Linked DNA regions of Macaca mulatta: region 1 is linked to region 2. Evidence: chromatin contacts called from public Hi-C data. All regions are on one chromosome and are shown on one strand. The core of a region is the stretch at or near the end of the contact, and the rest is flanking DNA. Distances in the headings are between cores, read along the strand shown.

Region 1 (5,174 bases), core at 1,113-3,612, 340 kb before region 2:
GTCCCATTAAATATTAGATAATGGACCCAAAATGCACTCATTTTATTCAGTTTGTTTGGGCAAATGTTATACGATGCCATAAAAATCATTCTGATTATGACTAAAGTTCATGAGGTTATCCGAGGAGATGATGAGTGAATAAAACCTGGTGCTCCCAAGACCCAATGAACACGTCGCTGGAGTTTCCCAGACATCCCCGCACAGGCTGCAAGGACTCCACTCTGTGCTGTCCAGAAGGCTCTTTGTTGTACATCCAGCACTAGTGCTGTACTAGGTTGGCTGCTGGTTATCATTTGCTTTTAGTACTGCTTTTCAGTTATGAATTACAATTAGCTTTGCTTTATCATCATCAATTTAGTTCGCTGGGTATGGTATAGTTAACCTTCTTTGTAATTTTCACCTATGATTTTCCAAAAAGTAAACTTTAAGGTATACGGGCATAGCAATTCAAACATGAATAATCTATAGTTCCGCAACCAAGTGAGACTTTAGGTGTTTTCCAACCAAATGTGCCCAAATAGTGACACTTTGTTGGGGATATATATATATATATATATATATATATATTTTTTTTTTTTTTTTTTTTTTTTTTTTTTTGAGATGGAGTCTCGCTCTGTCGCCTAGAGCGCAAGTGGCACGATTTCTGCTCACCGCAACCTCTGCCTCCCGGGTTCAAGAGATTCTCCTGCCTCAGCCTCCCGAGTAGCTGGGATTAGATGCTCCCCCCACCACGCCCGGCTAATTTTTTTTTTTTTTTTGTATTTTTAGTATAGATGGGGTTTCAACAAGTTGGCCAGACTGGTATCGAACTCCTGATCTCAACTGATTCGCCTGCCTCCGCCTCCCAAAGGGCTAAGATTACAGGTGTGAGCCATCGCGCCAGACCGGTAAACGTGCTTCTTAATCGTCCCATTCAAATCAGCAAATTATCCTAGTAACTGTCATGCAATTACTAATTTATTTTGTTCTAATAACAAGATATATCAAGCTTATTCTCCTATATAAAATGCTAAAATTAGAAACATAAATAACTGCTTTCAAGTTTACTGCAATTTGTTTACTTCGGGCCTCTCCAACTGTTTTCTCTGAGCTTTTTCTATTGTAAAATAGAATGGAGAAGGACATTTTGGGGTCTTTTACCAATCTAACCATGCTTCCCTCAAAGGGTAATCACTGGTGTGTCTAGGTATACCAGGAAGGTTAATGCAGTTACAGCTTAAATTGATACAGTCCACAGCACATTCACGTAAACATAAAGCATAAGAACATTCCATGCCCAGGTCTGGTCTTTTGCATCTCCATCTTAGGAGGGTTTCTCAACACAGGTACTACTACTGGCACTTGGGGCTAGATAATTCTTTGTTGTAGGGGTAAGTTCAGCAGCGTCCCTGGCCTCTCGATGCCAATACCACCCTCTTGACAAGTTGTTGCAACTAAATACGTCTCCAGACATCGCCACCGGTTCCCTGGGGGCATACTGTCCCTCGCTATATATTTTTTTAAAAAGTGTTCCCCCTTACCCCGCTTAATAACCACTGCCCCATCGTGATATAACCCTAATGTGTGAGTTTTCCCCAAGTGACAGCTATGTTTAATTTAGGTTTGAAGGGGAAACTTAAGGAGCTTCTGAGAACAGAGACGTCTTGGAGGAACCGTCTAACATACGATCAAGAAAAGCAACGTTAGACTACTAAGACACCGTAGTAACTAACAATGAATGAAGTTCCAGGCACTGTGATAAGTGTTATATCTGCACGAGCTCCTTTCTTTTGCTTTTATTCGCTGGGGAAACTGATGCTCCGTGATAAACCAAGGAGCAGAGGCTGCAGCGGATAAAGTGAAGGTTGGGGGCTAAGGCTGTGCCGTCCTCCCCCTCCCTCTGGGTTTCGCGGTCTCGTTCTCCAGCACTTGAGTGCCGGAATGACCTTCATAAGTCTCTCCAGGGAGTCGCTTCAACTCCGCTCTCACGTCCTGCCCCTCTCTTCAGGTTTCCCGGTGTTAGGTCTCTTCTGCTCACAGAATGAGCTGGGCCTCCAAAGCCTGACCCAGTCTGCAGCCCACTTGGCCCGCAGGGTTCAGCTGAAGGGCAGACCGAATCCCAAGGCCCAGACCCCAGACCAGACACCTCCGCCTCGTATCACCTTGCCGACACACTGCTCCCCAGCCCTTCCCCAAACCCACCACTTGAGCTCACCGAGAAGGACCCGGCTCTGGTTAGTAGCTTCATGATTCAAGATTGTTCTGACACACGGTCCTACCAGATTAAGGAAAGCAAGATGGTGGCGCAGGCCGCGAGTTTCCCAGCGTTCCCCGCCACCTCTTTCCCACGTCCCCTTCGTGAGGGGTACTCTCTATACTGCCGCGCTCTACTGCTCCCTGCAGAAGGTTGGACCAGTCCAATTCCTCCAAGACTCAGAATAGGGAGACACACAATTTCCCAAGTAAATATGCAGAAGATAATGTACGTCACTGCTTATTGCGTTCTTCTCCTGGCCTGAATACCCAGTATGCACCCCTTTTCTAAGTACGTCTGCAGCGGCCCGTCACAACTCCCCCCGCTACCTTGGGCTCTTCCGCTCGGGATTGTCCAATGGGACGCGCCTCTCTTGGGACTGCGCAGGCGCCCCTCGGACTGACACCTGCACTGGGGGCCCTGGGTTTCCGCGTCCTTGGACATTGGGGACTTTAGGAGACTCCTGCCATTCCGCCTTTCTGCAGAGGTACTGGGCATCGAAGCCCAGCGTAGTTGCCTCTTGCTGGGTGAAGTCCTTACTGGATCTTTAGCTCCGTGAAACAGGGGCCTTGTTCAGCATATTCGCCGCTGTGTCCCCCAGAGCAGGCCCGGGACACACCGGGAGGGTCAGCAACCTGGGGGAATCATCACAAGGTCTCTGGTCTCGTGGATCTTACGTCCTAGGCTGGGGCTACATAGAATATAAAAACTTAACTGTAGTTTTTGTGTGAGAAAAATAGAAATGTTTTGGACAGTAGGTGTGTTATGTGAGCCGAAACCGGCTGTTGGAGAAAGGCAGTCACGTGACGATATGGGGGCGCGTTCACTCCGGTCCTCAGCGAGTGTTAACCCATAAAGTGCCTTGGGCCAGGCACTGTGCTAACGCGGGAGACGTGGTCCCTGCCCTTTAGGGACTTAAGAGTTTCGTACCTTGCTACGTTGCTTCGTTGGGAAACCGACAGTATCAGCATCAATATCATTTGGGAGTTGATTAGAAATGTATAAACTCCAGGTCCCATACTGGATCCGAATCGGTGTTTTTACAAGATCCTGAGATGATTTCGTATGCACAATAGTTTCAGAAAGGCTGGTGGTGTAGACGTTACAAGGCATAGGCAAATTTATGTCCTTTTTGCCTTGTGTCTGAATTGCTCCAGGCCTACAACGGACTCGGGCTGTCTAACGATTTAAGGTCCGGGCATTAAAAACCTGGCACCAACCCAATTTCTGTGCCTGTTGGGGACACCCTCAACCCAATTCATACCATACAGTTTCCCCACGTGTGGTAGACTTAACACTAGTGGTGCATGAGATGATTTTAAGTTGGTACATAGATGAACACTTCCATTTTTTTCCTTTTAAAAATTTGTATAAATTTAAGGGGCGCAAGTACAGTTATGTTATGTGGATATATTGCAGTAATGGTGAAGTCTGGGCTTTTAGTTTACCCATCACCCAAATAATGTACATGGTGCCCATTAAGTACTTTCTCATCGTCACCTCTCTCCCACCCCTCCACCTTTCGGAGTCTCCAGTGTCTGTCATTCCACACTCTATGTCCATGTGTACATCTTATTTAGCACTGTTCCATTTTAATAATATATTTATTTTGATTAAGACAAGCAATGCTACTAGTGAATTTCCTCTTTAAGTACATTAATAAAATAATAAAAGTTGGTGTAAAAACGTTAAGTAACTTGATGATACGGATATACAGCAAAAATCAAGAATGTATTATACAGGTACCATTGAGTGAAATTTGGGAAGCAGTGCTGTGATCAAGCCACCTGCGACAGCCACGTTTTTCAGGATAAAGTTCAAGTTCATTAACATGGCATACAAAGCTGTTTCCAGTACTTCAAAATCCCATTTCCCAAGTTAGCTGCGACCCTGAGTCCAGTCATTGTAACTTCATTCAACAGTTCAGGTAAGGTAGGAGGAACACACGAGTCTCCACGATCAAGTGCACACACACACACACACACCCCTGCTTATAATGTCCTTTCATTCTTAGGTTATGACCCAATATTGGAAAGGGGCAAAAATAAATTGTTCAAAATGTGGCAGGATTTGAAACATAATTCATGACACCAGCTACATAAATCATAAAATCCCATTTGTCCATTGCAAAAGGTCCTATTAAGCATTAAACTACAAATTAGGAGTGCCATCTTGTGGACACATCTACCACTTCCACATCATGTCACTTCCTAGCCAATTCCATGGCTGCTCTCACAGTGGAGGTCTCTGCCACAGCTCTAGCATTTTATTGCAGAAGAAAACCCAGTCCTTGAACTGGTTTCTGTGTAGAACACATTGAAAGCCCTGGAAGTGGAAACCAGCAGACAGGAAGAGTAGACATGGAAGAGCAGACGAGTTCATTGCTGGAAAGCTCGAATTGTTAGTTTTGTTAACGTGGAGTCCAATTTGACTGCATGGAGCCCAACTACCTACCCTGAGCCCTCATGGTGAGTGTGTTTGTGCATGGAGTGGGAGAATGTAAAGGGAAAGGAGGCAACAGTAGGAGTAAAACACACCAAAGGAAAGTGATGTGGGTTTATACTTGGGAACAACATTACCTTGCCATCTTAGGGCTGGAGGCATTAATCATGGCTCTCCAATGCATAATTTCGATGTTGGCATTTCCTTCCCATTTCTTTCAGAATCCTACCCTGTCAAGTATTATCTCTGATGAAATATTCCCGGGGCCGGGCATGGTGGCTCATGCCTGTAATCCCAGCACTTTGGGAGGCTGAGTGGGTGGATTACCTGAGGTCAGGAGTTCAAGACCAGCCTGGCCAACATGGCAAAACCCTGTCTCTACTGGAAAAAAAAAAAATACAAAAATTAGCCAGGTGTGGTGGTGGGTCACTGTAATCCTAGATACTTGGGAGGCTGAGGCAGGGAGAATTGCTTGAACCTGGGAGGTGTAAGTTGCAGT
Region 2 (4,701 bases), core at 1,823-4,322:
GATGCTCTTGCAGTCATCGCAGACAAGGAGTTTGAAGGTCACAGCATAGACATGGCAGGGTGGTAAGCCAGAAAGATTCTTGACTTACCTCCAAATTTCTTCTACTGGAGAAAGAAATAACTTTCTATCTTGTTTACGCTAGTGTTATATTGGGATTTTCCATTATACACAGTGATTGGAAACTGACCTTTGAATTATTCTGGAAGGAGTCTATCAGCAGAGACAGCTTCTTCTGCAGTTCTTGCAAGTTCCTTGAGATACTCCGGAGCTCCTCTTTTGCCATTCTGAAGCTCACTTCAATCTCTTTGGGGATGAATTCTCCTACCGGTAAATTCTCCAGTGCAGCCCACGGTCCAGTCTCTCATGTCGTCCTGTCTCTTGCTGTTACCAGAGGAAACAAAAGCCGTTAGTGGTCTTCATCCAGCTGGTTCGACGAGAGCTTCTACCATCCTCATACCTTGATGGCAGGCATGTAGATGGAGGGTAACCTGGCAATATTCACAACAATTTCAGATTGCACACACTTCAATCCAGGAATTTATCGTCCAGGAACATGATGGAAATAATCCAACAGGTATCTCAAAATGTACTAAAAGGCCGTGCATTTCCTCCCCGTTTATAACATATAATGACCAGCAAAACATTGGAAAGGAGCTAACTGTAGTTCCATTAGGAGAAAATGGGTTAAAGAATTATAAATTCAGTCATTAAAATGATAGCGTGACTGTTTCGTGATGTGAAAAGATATTTATAATTAAAAAAAAGATAAAATGTTAACAGTATTATTTCTGACAGCTTATGTTTATTTTTTAGCTTGACAAAATGCTGAAAATACACAGAAAGCAAGAAAGCTGAATACACTATTTCAAATCTCATTTCCTTTTATTTTCCCTCAAAAGCTTTCCTTGTACAACAGCAGCCTTGGCCTATTTCTCTTCTTTATTACTGTGCAGGTTGGCTCCCAATTCCATCATTCCATACATCATCATCTATTTACTTTCGGGTAAGTCTATCCCCACTAAGGAGAGCTGCGCCTCGGGGGCAGACCTCACCACAATAATTATACTCTAACTAAACTGCTTGGAATTTTGAGGGGTGTCCCAATCTCACACAATTTTTACTTATTTTTAATAAAGATAATTGGTTAAATTAGATATATTTTTTAACCCTTGCTGAGTTTTCAAATATAAAAAACAATCATTCTTATTTTATATTTCCCAGAACTGGCTGGACACACAGATATGTTTTCCATTTTTCCTTTTAAACTGACCTCCTGACCTACAGTACAAATGCTTAAAAGATTCTGCCCGCGTGGCCAAAATTAACTGAGAGATCATCACAGTTATTTATCATATTGAACATCCCACATGCTAATTGCATTAGTTACAGGGGGTAATTTTATCTACTACTAAGCTGTATAGGGTCTCCTATGCAAATTAAAGTGCATTTTAATCATCCCAGCTAGACATTCTCTGCTACTTTCCTTGTGTAAAACAAGAAACCCTTTGGAGGTGGAAGTTGAGGAGGGGACTAATCCCACCACCCCACATTCTCTCTCTGAAGCTGCCTCTGGCATAGATCTTGAACTCGGGATGTTCCCAGCACTCAGTTCCCGTAATCTCATCTCTGCAGCAAGCTGAAACAAGCCCAGTTCTCCCTACAGGTCTCCTTTGGCCTGGGAGCCTCGAGTGCCACCCAGACCGGTTTGGGGAGTCCGATGGGAGAGTGCGTGGGGAGAATGCCATCGGCCACAGCCTTCAAATGCGTCTACCTGGCCACCAATTCCCAGACCCCCTGGTCACTCACTCCTCGGAGGGGCCTCCCCAGCCACACAGGTGTCTCCCGAGAAGGGAAAGCGTGGACCAAGGAGTGCCCCGCCTTCTTCACGCCTGGGGGACTGGGCCAGGCCAACACCAGCCAACCCTCTCCCCTTCCAAGGCTCCAAATAAATCTCCTGGCTCTCCCACCCCCGAATCTCCAGGAGCAAACGGCTACCTCGAAAGTTCCAGCTGGGAGGAGGGGTCACATCTCTGGTTGGGGGATGGGAGCTGCAGGGCGCCACGAGCTTACGCTGGCCGCCCCTCCCCATCTGGGCCCAGCCTTTCAGCCTTCAAAAGTCAGGGAGACCCAAGGAGAGGAGGAAAGGAGTGAAGTGCAGGTGGAGAGGGGTTCCGCGTCCCAGAAGGCACAGAGGCTGAATAATGGGAACTCAGAGGGGCGTCGAGTACTTTGTTATTACAAAGAGAAGCCCCCTTTGATACTTGCAGATCTCTCTGCAGTGACGGGGAAGGGGACCTCGGTGGAGAAGAGGGGCTGGATGGCGAGGAGGGCGCCCGTTTTCAATAATCCTTGGGCGGTTTGCCTCGACGTCTTCCCCAGGTTCCCCAGAAAGGGGCACAGTCTCGGTGTGTGGTGGTGCTAGCTACCATTTTACCTAATCTAGTAGTGTGTGTGTGTTGGGGGGTGGCGGGGTGAGTGTGCTTTGAGGGGTGGGGAGGAATCGTGTCTCCTCGTGCGCTCCCAGCCCCGTCCCGGTGACTCACAGGCAGGAGACGCCCCTTATACTAACCCCGGAGCAGAAAGCTACGGGGCGTGGGACCCCGATTGCGCGCTCACGCCGTCGCCTCCGAGCTCCTCCACTGTCCCCGCCCGGCGAGAGGGGTCTAGCCACCCGGGGCACCCGGACCACCACCCCCAAGCTCCGAGCTCTCACCTGCTCTTGGCGGCCGAGCAGCCCCCACCGCGTTTGCAGGCGGAGCGAAGAGAGGCAGGAGGAGGAGCAAGAGGAGGAAGGAAAGAGCGTCCCGGGAGTGAAGCCAGAGCCGCCTGCCTCCGCCCCTTGGCCCGGGCACCGCCCCTCGGCTCTGCTCCGCTGGGCTCGCCCCGCCCGTGGCCGGAAGGATCCGGCAAAAGCGCGCCAAGGTCTCGCGCCCAAGCCTGTGCCGGCGCGCTCGCTCCCACTGGCTTTCGGAGCCACTGGAGACACGCCCGGAGAGGTTGACAGATGAGGAAACTGAGGCTCAGAGAGTGTCCCTTCCCACACGACTGGCTTGGAGTGAGAAAGTTCAGACCACCTTCAAGACAGGCCGACTGGCAGCTGAGAACGAGTTTTCCAGGGGTCTCAGGGTTTCCCCTTCCGTATCCCTAAAACCAGCTGCTCTGGAACGTCTCTGGAGCTCAAGACACACGAGATGAAGTATCACCCTGACTGGAAGTTTTTAACCATGACTCCTCAAATGCAAATGTCATAAGCCAGTGAGATCCTTTCAGATGGATTAGATCTCCATTTTACACATGAGAAAGTCCAGGCTGAGAGAGGCAAGGTAAATCAACCCCAATTCCTCAGTTTGCAAGGATCCAAGTGGGAGCAGGAACCCGTGTTTCCCCTGACCCCAAATCTGCCCCATAGAGTAAGATTTCTGAATATTATGCTATTGACATTTGGGGTGGGATAATTCTGTGTTTCTGAGCTGTGGATTGTAGAATGTTTAGCAACATCCTGGCCTCTACCCATTAGATGCCAGTTACAAGGCCCCCGCGCCCCCCAACCTCCAGTTGTGTCTCAAAATATTGCCAAATGTCCCCTGGGGCATTACAAGACCACTGCCCCCCCAACCTCCAGTTGTATCTCAAAATATTGCCAAATGTCCCCTGGGAGGTCCCATCATCCCAAGTTGAGAACCACTGCCGTAGAGCATGATGGCAACTTACTGTGTCATGGCTTCAACCATAATTTAGGGAGAGGGATAAGCCCAACCCTTGGTCTGCTGTTGCACAGTTCTCAGCCACTTTCTAGACGGGGACTTGTGTTATCCGACCTGTGGCCATAGCAACCTGGAGAATATGTCTTTAGATAACAAAAAGCTTCAGGGCATGATGGCTTACGCCTGTAATCCCAGCACTTTGGGAGGCTGAGGTGGGTGGATCACTTGAGGCCAGGAGTTCCAGACCAGCCTGGCCAACATGGTGAAACCCCATCTCTACTAAAAATACAAAAACTACCCGGGCATGGTGGTGCGCACCTGTAATCCCACCTACTTGGGAGGCTGAGGCAGAAGAATCACTTGAACCCAGGAAGTAGAACTTGCAGTGACACTGCACTCCAGCCTGGGCAACAGAGTGAGACCCTGTCTCAAAAAAAAAAAAAAAAAAAAAAAAGAAGCAGTCACAGGGTTGTAGGAGGACTGGTGCAATAGTGGCTGTCGAGGACTTAGCACCTATTGAGGCACAGAGTAGGGGCTCAAAAATATTTGCTGGTATTATTACCTCTACCACCTAATGTTTCTGGAAATAATCAGGCTAATGGATAGAGAAATAGCTTGGGGTGATGATTGATGATGATGATGATGATGATAAACCACAGAATCCTGCTGTAATTCTTCCACAATAGCAGAAAAGAAGAGCTAATAGTGGGGATAGGACAGACAAGAGTCCCTAAATTCTTAAGTTTTGGCCAATCTTGTCTGGCGTCATGCACTTTGTTCAGCTGCAAAATGCTGGGTTCCACACCCAGGAAAATACAGTTTTTTGTGGGGTGTGTGTGTGTTTCCTTAGATTAAAAAGCCCTGCAATCATCATTCCCTGAATGGACGTTGCTTTGGAAAGCTGAGTTGGGGTTTCCATTGGGATTTTTGTTTAAGGGTGCCATCTAGGGGCGTCTCTGTGAATCTTCGAATTCCTCCCACCTCTGGCAGTTTTGGC

Evidence for each region. A called contact is a pair of places that touch in the nucleus more often than the background predicts.
Region 1: a contact with region 2 is called in a Hi-C map of liver, with 4 times the contacts expected there. The contact joins the promoter of UQCRC2 here to the promoter of DNAH3 in region 2. A contact is called at or near these places in 4 of 14 Hi-C or Micro-C datasets (cortical neurons, fetal cortex germinal zone, fetal cortical plate and 1 more).

The regions. Positions count from the first base shown.
Region 1 is chr20:21,409,100-21,414,273 of T2T-MMU8v2.0, reverse strand. It overlaps UQCRC2 (ubiquinol-cytochrome c reductase core protein 2), which reads right to left and starts at 2,362. Exons shown (of 14, transcript NM_001261133.1): 1 at 2,195-2,362. The coding sequence starts at 2,227.
Region 2 is chr20:21,066,429-21,071,129 of T2T-MMU8v2.0, reverse strand. It overlaps DNAH3 (dynein axonemal heavy chain 3), which reads left to right and starts at 3,072. Exons shown (of 65, transcript XM_077986427.1): 1 at 3,072-3,323. It overlaps LDAF1 (lipid droplet assembly factor 1), which reads right to left and starts at 2,767. Exons shown (of 7, transcript XM_077986461.1): 1 at 2,714-2,767; 2 at 188-381. The coding sequence starts at 283.